3 separate regions of the Zea mays genome follow, and all the other regions are linked to region 1. Evidence: chromatin contacts called from public Hi-C data. All regions are on one chromosome and are shown on one strand. The core of a region is the stretch at or near the end of the contact, and the rest is flanking DNA. Distances in the headings are between cores, read along the strand shown. Region 1 holds the start of LOC103649600 (gibberellin 2-beta-dioxygenase 3). Region 2 holds the start of LOC100272783. Region 3 holds the start of LOC103649602 (RNA binding (RRM/RBD/RNP motifs) family protein).

Evidence for each region. A called contact is a pair of places that touch in the nucleus more often than the background predicts.
Region 2: a contact with region 1 is called in a Hi-C map of bundle sheath, with 5 times the contacts expected there. The contact joins the promoter of LOC100272783 here to the promoter of LOC103649600 in region 1. A contact is called at or near these places in 4 of 25 Hi-C or Micro-C datasets (bundle sheath, endosperm and leaf).
Region 3: a Hi-C map of leaf mesophyll shows a contact between it and region 1, with 2.1 times the contacts expected there. The contact joins the promoter of LOC103649602 here to the promoter of LOC103649600 in region 1. A contact is called at or near these places in 5 of 25 Hi-C or Micro-C datasets (ear, leaf and leaf mesophyll).

Annotation. Positions count from the first base shown.
Region 1 is chr3:4,068,834-4,072,163 of Zm-B73-REFERENCE-NAM-5.0, reverse strand. LOC103649600 (gibberellin 2-beta-dioxygenase 3) reads right to left here and starts at 1,700. Exons shown (of 3, transcript XM_008675338.4): 1 at 1,241-1,700; 2 at 163-520; 3 at 1-59. The coding sequence starts at 1,632.
Region 2 is chr3:3,914,643-3,917,972 of Zm-B73-REFERENCE-NAM-5.0, reverse strand. LOC100272783 reads left to right here and starts at 1,816. Exons shown (of 8, transcript NM_001147236.1): 1 at 1,816-1,946; 2 at 2,394-2,471; 3 at 2,561-2,775.
Region 3 is chr3:4,207,676-4,211,005 of Zm-B73-REFERENCE-NAM-5.0, reverse strand. It overlaps LOC103649602 (RNA binding (RRM/RBD/RNP motifs) family protein), which reads right to left and starts at 1,469. Exons shown (of 11, transcript XM_008675339.4): 1 at 1,201-1,469.

The DNA of each region.
Region 1 (3,330 bases), core at 451-2,950:
TTCTCGCTGTTCACCACCACCCTGTGCCTCACGCTCCTGAACCTCCCGTTCGTCAACACCTGCACTGCACACGTTCAGTTCGCGCGCACGGTGTGGGAGGACAAAAGAAGCTAGCGTCCGTGCATGCATGCACTGCAGACGCGTCCCTATAGGATATAGTACCTGCAGGGTGTCGCCGACGTTGACGAAGAAGGCGTCCCCGTCGGGCGGGACGGAGGCCCAGGCGCCGTCCCGCAGCGCGACCTCCAGGCCGGACGTGCCGTTGGCGCGGAGCACCGAGATGATCTGCGGGTCGGTGTGCTCGCCGAACCCCGTGAGGCAGGGGTAGTTCAGCGCCGGCCGCGGCGGGTAGTGGTTCACCCGCAGCATGCAGTCGCTGTCCGCGCGCGCCACCAGCCTCGCCAGCACCGTGTCCCCGTCCCCGTCCCCGGCGCCGGCGATGCCCAGCCCCTCCGCCATCAGCTCCAGCACCGCGCACGCCATCCGCCGCACCGCCACCGTGTACTCGTCCAGAAGGCCCCTGCGTCAGCGAGCGTCCGTGAAAACGTTGTCAGGCGAATTTATTTTCTTCTGGCTGGGTTTCTTTGTTTCGAAAAGTAGCGATGTCTCCATCGATAGGGACGCGCGACGGTGGGAATGCATGGCGCGCTTGCGTTCGTGTCGATTCGATCGACCTCCGCCCGCCGCCGCCCGCGCGCAATCATCTAGTGGGACGGGCGCGCGGCGCCGGCGCGTCGACGGAGACCATGCGACGCAACCGACGTCGCGCGCGCGCCGACGTCGACGGCGTGGGTCAAATGGCGTGTACCTCGGCCGCCGCAGGCTGTGACGCAGCCGGCAGCCACGACGGGCAGTCTTATCCACGGACACGATACCGTTTCTTTTTTGTTTTCTTTTTCCTTGGAAGTAGCTACCTAGTTTAGTACTTTAGTGTGATTTTATTTATTTATTACGTACGGAGAATTCATCATCTATCAATCAACTTGCTGCTGCTACCGTGCTGGGAATCGGGATCCTTCTTCTTGGGGTTTGTGCTGCGACCACGTGCGTATGCTTCGTGTGTTATTGCTCCACGTGACACATTGCAAGCACGAGCAGAGCATGGAGCTGAGGAAAGGCAATGCTGGCAGCAAAAGGAGAAGGAAAGGGAGAGCAAACATGCAAGACAGCAGCGAAGCGATGCCGGTGCAACGCCGAACGCCGGCACCGTTCTGCGCCGCTGCGAGTGGCGACGACTCACCGCAACGGCAATGTCGAGGAGGACGCGGAGGCGGCGGGCACGGCGGGGTTGACGCCGAGCAGGAGGTACTCGACCCAGCCGAGGTCGCCGTTGCCGCCGATGCGCTTGCTGCCGTACCCGAGCGTGGGGGCCTCCCCGTCCTTCTCGCCCTGCGGCCGCGCGAAGAACCCGGCCGCCGCGGCCTCCGCGGCGCGCACGAGCTCGGCCGGCACGCCGTGGCCCGTCACCCGGAAGAACCCGTGCTCCTCGCACGCCGCCACCAGCGCGCGCGCCGCGGCCTCGCGCGCCGGGCCCGCCGGGGCCGACAGGTCCACCGACCGCACGTCGGCCCGTGGCGGCGCCGCCGCAGGCAGCGCGATCTGCTCGAGCTCACCCTTGGCGAGGACCACCATGGCCGATCGAGGAATGGAGCAGAGATAAAAACAGAGGAACGGGAAGGGAAGGTCGTCTCTCGTCTGTGCACAGAGCGCGAGCGCGAGAGCAGTAGTGCCGCGAGCGAGCGTCTTATATAGGAGTGACCGAGTGAGTAGACACGCCGAGCAGTGGTGGCGCGGGCGGGGAGTCGGTGGATGACTAGACAGACCGTCAGCGACCTAGCACAGCGCGATCTGGTAATTCTAGCCGTCTGATCAAGCATCACTGGCCGAGATCAGGGCCGTAAGCCTTTGCTTGCCGCTGTTGCCAACAATCTGTGGTTTCCTCCAAGAAATTCCATGACTCCAGTTAAATTTGCAATAATTGATCCTTAGGATTGGGACCTCAATCTTTTGTATGCAAGTTGGCGTTGCCGAAGAGACAGCTTTACTCTCTCGTTGCTTTTGTGTGTTGGTTAGGCCCGGTTTGGATCTCCAATAGATATTGGTTATCTGGCAATAATTATCTGTCTTCAATCCAAACACGTTAGCTAGACTCATAGATAATAATAACTATCCTACTAGTTCGACGAGGTCAGATAATTGCAGCTAATAGATATGGAGAAATAACAAAAACCTGCTAATAATTGTTAGCTGACTAATAGTTACACATCAAACATCTTTTAGAGTTGCTTGTAGTGATGTTCAAACCGGCGTCTGGCCTGGTCCGGTGAAACACGACTCAGTTCAGGCCAGGCCCGTCAGGCACGTTAGAAAACCGGGCCAGGTTTGGTAGACCCACAAGCTTATTTCCCTGAACGGGTCTAACACGCTACGGGCTTAAACGGATCGGGCCGGCCCAGAAGCACGAAAAAAGCGGGCTTAACAGGTCGAAAAGCACAGCTCAGTAAAAAATAGGCCGTGTCGGGCCAGCACGACGTGCTTAATTCTCTGTCCGGACCTAGCATACATATTCGTATCGGGTCGGCTTGGACCGTTTTTAAACAGACGGGGGCGTGCTCGTACCGAGCCAAAAAAAAACGTGCTTGGGGTCGGCCTTTCGAGCTTCAGACTTGTTGGACATCTATAGTAGCTTATATTAGGGTGTGTTTGGTTTAGCTTTTGCACTCTAAAAGCCAAAAACCAAACCAAAGGGCTGGATCCAGGAAACATTTTTTTCTTCTAAAAGCCGACTTTCTCGCACTGCAAAACTAAAAACACCTCTAGACCTGCTTTTAGTGGCTTTTCAGATGGGTGTGACAACATATATCGAAGAACTTTTAACTGCTTTTAGTGGTTTGTATCAAACGGTTTTTATCTTTTTAATAACTCACACCCCACAACAATTTTTTTTACAGTCATAATATAACCAAACAGACCTTTATATATGAGCTATTATAGGCAACATCTTTCGTAGTTTAATTAATGAATATATGTTTAGTCTAAAACAAATTATATTTTAGAACGAAGAGTATTAAATTAAATAGAGCCTTAGTTGCCGTGAGCAACCGATTGATATATAAGTTGTGAGGTCATATGTATATGTTTTGTTAGATACTGTTAGTGGTGAGTCTGTATATAGGCTGTCAGGCCACATGGCTCGCTTCATGACTTTCGCCAAGTTATATCTAACCCTTTCATAAAATGTCCATTGTGTAATGGTTGTGTTAATTGAGTTAAGATCGATATGTTTTTCTAGAAAATGAAAAAATTTCGGTCTCTGTAATCGCATGCAGC
Region 2 (3,330 bases), core at 567-3,066, 150 kb after region 1:
CTGGACGCAGTAACAGAGAGGTCAGTGGCAAATGGAGTGGATGCGTGATCGTCGGATGAAGTGGGACCTGAATTCTCCGTTCACCTGTTTGAGCCCAAGAAGATTGTGTCGAAATCGCCTCAGTTCTTCCGTCCAAGGATCTCGGTGCGAACCCTGACCAGGCAGTCAGGCACCCACCCCAATGCTATGTCCAAACTTCAGTCAGAATGTCAGATTCGTCAAGCAAACCCACCACATCTTGGCTTCTTCGTACTTCTCGAGGAAAAGCAGCTAGCGTTTCTCCTTGGTGGCGGTGAGCTTGAACATGTTGCTTTTGTCAGGTGTCAGAAACAATTAGGTTGTTCTTTAACTGTCGTTTTGCTCGCATGGTTTGGAGTTAAATTCGCTTAGTTTTTGGCATTTCTAAGCCTTCTAGTGTTTCTAATATGTTTGGGAGCTGGCTTAGGGGTTTTGGAAAAGATCTTAGAGATTTATCCTTATTAGGGCCGCAACTGTTTGTTGGGTGATTTGGCTAAGCAGAAATGGCATAATTTTTGAAAAAAAAAATTATTCTCCTTTGCAGGTTATCCATACTATCTTCCATTAGCTTCGCACGTGGACTGTACTGTAAAAGTCAGATTCTCGTCTTTTTATGGTGGAGGCTACGTAACGTTTGATGCAAGTGGTTAAGGTCTTTTTTGCTCAGGATCATGGGTGACGGTCTAGTCTTCGGATTGATAGTCACTAGAGTGTACGTAAGTGTGTGTGATCGTTCTTCTAAAAGTTGTGTGCTTTCATTAACAGAGGCTGGGAGAGGTTGCAAAGACTTGTATTTTCTCGATGTAATGTTTTTGAAATTAATAAAGTCTTCCTTATAAAAAAACTTTAAACATATTCGCTCGTATTTCTTTACCCATTTCAACATCTCCAGTGAACGGGCTTATCGTTTCAACTTTCAAGAAAAGTGTTTTTTTTTAAATAGACATAATAGGACCAATGTAGGCCCTTTTTATGATCTAGGATTTGGAATATTTTCTAAGTTTCTTCTTGGCACAAAAGCCGCCATTTCTAAAGTTGGAGAGAGTTTCATATGATTTTCTAAAGTTTTCTCTATTTTTCTCATGCAGAAGGTAGCCCTATATTTCTTCACTCGAATAGGACTTGTTATAATTTTTCTCTGGTGCTATACTATTTAGCCATCCTAAGAAAAATATGGTTGTTGTCTGTTTCTAAAAAATGGACATAAGCACTTTTTGAGGGTTAAACTCCACTTATACTTGTGATCCAAGATGTTCAATATTTTTGTATGATGTTACTGTTAATCAAGCATCTACTCAATTTTTTAACCCTAGCATAAAAGTTTTTACTATTTCCCCTCGTTTTTAATGGTTTAGCCATTTTTCTATTTAGTGGGCTGAATAGACTGGACCAAAATTATCAATCTATTCAGGTTTGGTTTCTAAAATTATTTAGATTCGATCCTATTTTTAGAACCCGATATTTTAAATAACCAAACCTAATAAACTAAATACCCACTCCTAAAGAATCGGGGATCGGGTACACCATCTCTACGTCCGATGATGAGCCGGTCAAAAGACACCCGTTCAAGAATTTCGACTCGATGCGATTCAAATAATTCTAACTTTGAAAAAAGAAGGTTTCACACAGTCACACCAAACACTGTGAACCCACCCAGAAAGGAACACAGACACAGGGCAGCCCGAGTCACCGGTCTATGCACCCGAGTCCACAACGGTCCCCCACCTCGAACCCACCGATCATCGGCTTCGCCGTCGCTGTAGCCGTCTAAAAATACCTCCCGATCTCCGACGAGTTGTCGAACTATGGCATCTCCCGCGCACCGGGCGCCTCACCGCTTCCGGCGGCCTCTTCGCGCGCCGCTGCCGCCGCCGCCGCCGCGGCTGCCTACTCCCTCTTTATACTCCCGCCGTCCCTCCGCGCACCAGGTGAAGTCCCAGATCTCTCGCCACCTTCTTCCTCCCCACGGCAGAGTTCTCCTCGTGATTGTCGCCTTCCTGGCTTTCATGGAGGTGCTTGCGTGAATGCGGGAAGCTGAGTGATCTCCGATTTTATGCCCTGTTTCACGTGCCAGCAGCATTTTTGCGCGACTTCGCATAGTTCGATTCGATGCCGTTTTATCGGGAAATTCGCTCGGAATGGCCAGTGGTTTTGTACTTTTGTAGCAACGTAGGTACCTGCATGAACATTACTAGGCTTCTGGCGTTGTGCGTGGGGTACGATTTGGGGCCTTCAGCCCTTCACGATATGATGAGTTGATCGGCTGTATATTTTACTTTAACCCAATGTTTGTCCCTATGATTAACTTTTCGTTTTGCCAGACGGGAGTCTGCCGAAGTTCTGTGATTAGTCTCAGTCGCCACTATCTTCTGCAGGTATCCCAATTAAGAACCATCGTGCCAAGACCTTCAAGGAGGCGTCATGCCATTCAAGTTGTCACGGCATTTGATGATGTACTGTGATGCCTCTCCACTTTTAGTAACCATATTTCACTTTGTAGTAGCTTGTATTATGATTTATATTCGACAGTGATTTGGTGCAGGATCCTGGGGATTTCTCGCTGGTGCACGATGACGGGGACGAGCAGTTTGGTGTTCCTCAGTATTCAAGCGAGAGTGAATGGAGCGATGATGATGTCATATTGACGGCATTCACAGATGTTGAGTTACCGATGGCAGTCAAGAGCCGGGCCGAGGGTGCACTAACTATAGCTGCCCATAGGTTCGCCACGATTGACAAAGGGCATAAGAAGAGCAGGTAAGAGTGTTAAGACAATCACCCTTTCCAAACAATCCTAAAATCTAGTGGTTAAGGTGTGTATTTTAGTTTGCCTTCTATTTTCTATATGGGAAAAAAGCGAAAGGGCCTATAGCGTAATGGTTAAGGTTACCGAGTAGCACCTCTAGGGCCTTGGTTCGATCCCCCTCGAGGACAAATTTCTTGCTTGGTTACGTACTGCGCGCCAACCTCCGGCTGGGCCGTTGCAGAATGGGCGGTGACCAAGGTTATTAAAACGATAAAACGTTGGAACGCTCATGAGTGAAATTTTGACTTTTAAACGTTTAAACTTTATTTAAACGTAGTTTTAAACAACATAGGAAAAATACCAATACATCATAATTTCAGACAATAATATGAAGTTAAGTACCAAAACAGAGAGGTTAGTGGCTTACCAAAACTTCACCCATGAGCTGGATTGAACTCCAAAAGTAACTAATAGTCTGGGCCCAAAAGTAGCTAATGGTCTAAAATGCATAAAACACTGCATTTTACAGTTTAGAACGCCAAAACGCTAAAACGTGGTTTCAACCT
Region 3 (3,330 bases), core at 220-2,719, 140 kb before region 1:
GTACTGTTAGAATCAACATGTCACATGTATCTATTCTTGACGTAATCATTATCACGCCAAGGGAAATATTGCGCCAAATCATCTCTGCACTACATTCCATCAATAAATCAAACGAGCAATTTCTACTGTGTACCAAAATCAGTACACACAGAACGCTTCTATTTGTTAGCTGGCACCAATAGAATTTTGTTGATCGGACTATTAATGGCAGTACAGCATCAGTTCCTGAGCTCCAGAAGCCTGAACGGAAGATGCACTAGGCTACATCATCATAGTGCACATGGCCACATGGGTACAAACCATAATCCAAATGCGCTAGTTGTGTGTTGTACTTTCCCGCTCACAGAATCTCCTACACAGCACATTAAGTTCCAGAACTTTGTAGGCTGCGTTGACTAAAAAAATGACGCATGCTTATCTACCATCGAGCCCTCAACAAAATCAGGGGTCCACATGCAAATCCTGAACTCTGAGAGGTGCATGCAGCAAAAGTACACCTAAACTGGAGGTCTGAAGCTCTAAAACCTAGTAACGATCTCTTAACCAGACCGTAATGCGAGTTAAGTAATGACAAAAAACAAGTAATCTTACACTCAAATTAAATTACTCTTCAATACCCCCGAGTGGCCGAGTCACAGACTTATCAGATAGTAAAAAGGAATAGCAGTTACCAATCCCACGAAAACCTCTCACTAAAATACCAAAACTCAAGACAACCGAGACATTCTCACTGAGAAGCATCAATTTGCAGACAAAACAAAACAATAGCTGATTAACAACAGACAAGCCTAATAAATTCGCAGATATTGCAGCCAAAGCCGACTCCCGTACTAGCCCTAAATAGTGAAATAAACACCAGAAAAGGGAGTAGCCGCCAAAGCATTCCACCGCCATCAAGTCCGCAGGAGTGATCGCGGCCACGGCCAAGCGGTGGGGTGAAAACTGAAAACCCAAACCTCGCACACAAAAAAATAATCACCAAAACCCCTGCCCGCCACAACAAAGCCCTAGAGGTTATAGCAATCAGCCACCACGCGGTGCTGGAAAACAGCGAGGCCGCCGATGAAACGCACCGAAACACCGTAAAACCGCGGCCAAATGCCCCCCGGAGCCCTACATTGCCAGGACCGGAAAGCCCTAGGCCCTAGCGCGAGGCGAAACGGGGGCGGTTTGCGATCGGAGCGGGTGGAGGGAACTCACGTCCAAGGAAGAGGAGGCGATCGCCGCCGCGGGCAGCCTCAGGATTAGGGTTTCGAGCTCCTGCGTCGTCTACCTCCAGAAACTCCGCCGCTCGGCTCCGGCCCCCCTATCCCCCTCCGCCGCTCCGGCCCCTCTTCACCCAATAAAAACTGAGAGGAGAGAGCCTTGGCGTCCTGGACTTTTTGTTTTTCCCCCCGAGTCGAAGCGAAGTCTTTAATAATTGGCACCACGACTCACCACCCCGGCCGGACCCGCGCTCACGGAGCGAGATACGCGGCCCCCCGCGCTGGCACGCCGACACGTGGGTCTAGGATATGCGTGGGGGCAAGCTCGCGGTGGCTCGGGCTAGTCGGTGCCCGGGCAGGTGCGGTTCGTCAGGTCCTTTCTTGATGCTCTCAGATGATCTGACGCGGCCGCGTACTTTTGGGCGATGCGCATTGCTTCATGCCCTCCTCGCGCGGGCGTGGGGCCCGTCGGCTGGAGGGACCACATGTCGGTCGCGGGGAGGCCGACTGCTCGTACGTACACGCGTGGCCCACAGGGGATGGCCCGTCCTTTCCGGGGCGCATCGCATCCACGTTCGGAAGTGAGAGACCCGCACGCAAGCGGCGTGGATGGGGGTTACTAACCACTGGAAACCGGGGCCGGTTGTGTCAGTGGGAGGGAGGGCTCGGGTGCGTAGACGCAACCGCCAACTGGGGCCAGTGGGCTGGCTTCCATTGAACTATACTGGGGATAGGATAACGCGGTGGGGTGGGGAAAGTGACGGCTCGCGGTCGCAGCCGCGGCGGCACTCTTTGGTGTGGGCCCGGATCGGGGTGTTGGACTCGTAGTCGTAGACTGGAGGGTTTAATACGGGGGCGGGCCCGTGCACAGCGGGATTGATGGGGGAGATTTGCACTCTGATCAGCAGCATACTTTCAGGATGCAGCAGCCTTGCAGAAGGCGTCCTCGTGGTCTCGATCGCACAGCTTGCGTTTGGAACCGGAATAGCAGAGAAGGGCTCTGGCAGCCTGTTCCCATTTATGCTGTGCTTGGCTTTGGCTGCTTCTCTACGATGGCATATCAGTGCAGTAAGGCCCGTTTAGACACAAATTAATTAAATTAATATATTTATATATGTAATGTATTTGTGTATTATTCTAAATTATATGAAAAAAATATACACTATACTTATGCTATCTCTACTACTTATTAAGGCTCTAAGAGTAGTCTGCCATTCCCATGTTCTGCCATTTCCGTGTTCTGCCATTTTCGTCATGAAACCCATTCCCATCTGCACACTCAACACACGCCCTGCACATGTGGGCCCACGTGACAGCCTCTGTCTCTTTTTTCCCGTCGCGGCTAGGCTAAACCCATTCCCATCGTGCAAACCCATCCCACGTGACAGTTATTCCATTCCCATGTTCTGCACACCGCATGCCCTACCATATGGGCACACGTGACAGTTATTTTTTCGTTGCAGCTCCGTGTCCTCTCGCGCAAAAAATGTTAGAAGTAGAGACCGTCAAGTGCACTTAAGCAGAATTACTTTCTCTGAAGCAGCACAGCTTATAAGCCGGTACCACAATTGTTGGCTGGCCAGTATGGTACTAAAATTTGCAAGTCATGGTCACGTGTTATTTGGTGCAGCTTGGTCGGCGTGGGCTATGTTATTTGGTGCGGCCCGTGTCGAATGCCCAGCACGCCTCTGGCCCTGGCCCAGCCTAGAGTTCGAGTCTTTCTCTGCAGCTCTCCCTGCCTAGCGGCCCCCTCCACCTCTCCCTGCAAGCGGCCCCTCGCATCGGTCTCCCGAGAGGCCGAGACGCAGCATCGCCTTCCTCCTTGCAGCCGCCGCACCATCTTCGGTCCACGCCCGCACGCTCCACCTCCATCCATTCTCTGGATGTCCCATGGAAATTCCAAATGCTAGAGCGGTTCTCCGTGTGAGATGCCCGAGGTGCCACTGCGTTCTCGAGGAGGCCGGCGCCCCTGTGTACCAGTGCGGTGGATGCGGTGCTAGCCTTCAAGGTAAACTCATGTCGTCCCACTCCGATTCATTTAGATGCTTGCTCGTATCAACACCCCCCGGCCCGTGTGCAGATGGGTCACCGGTGGAGAAGCTCCCCCTCCCCTCAAATCATGAAT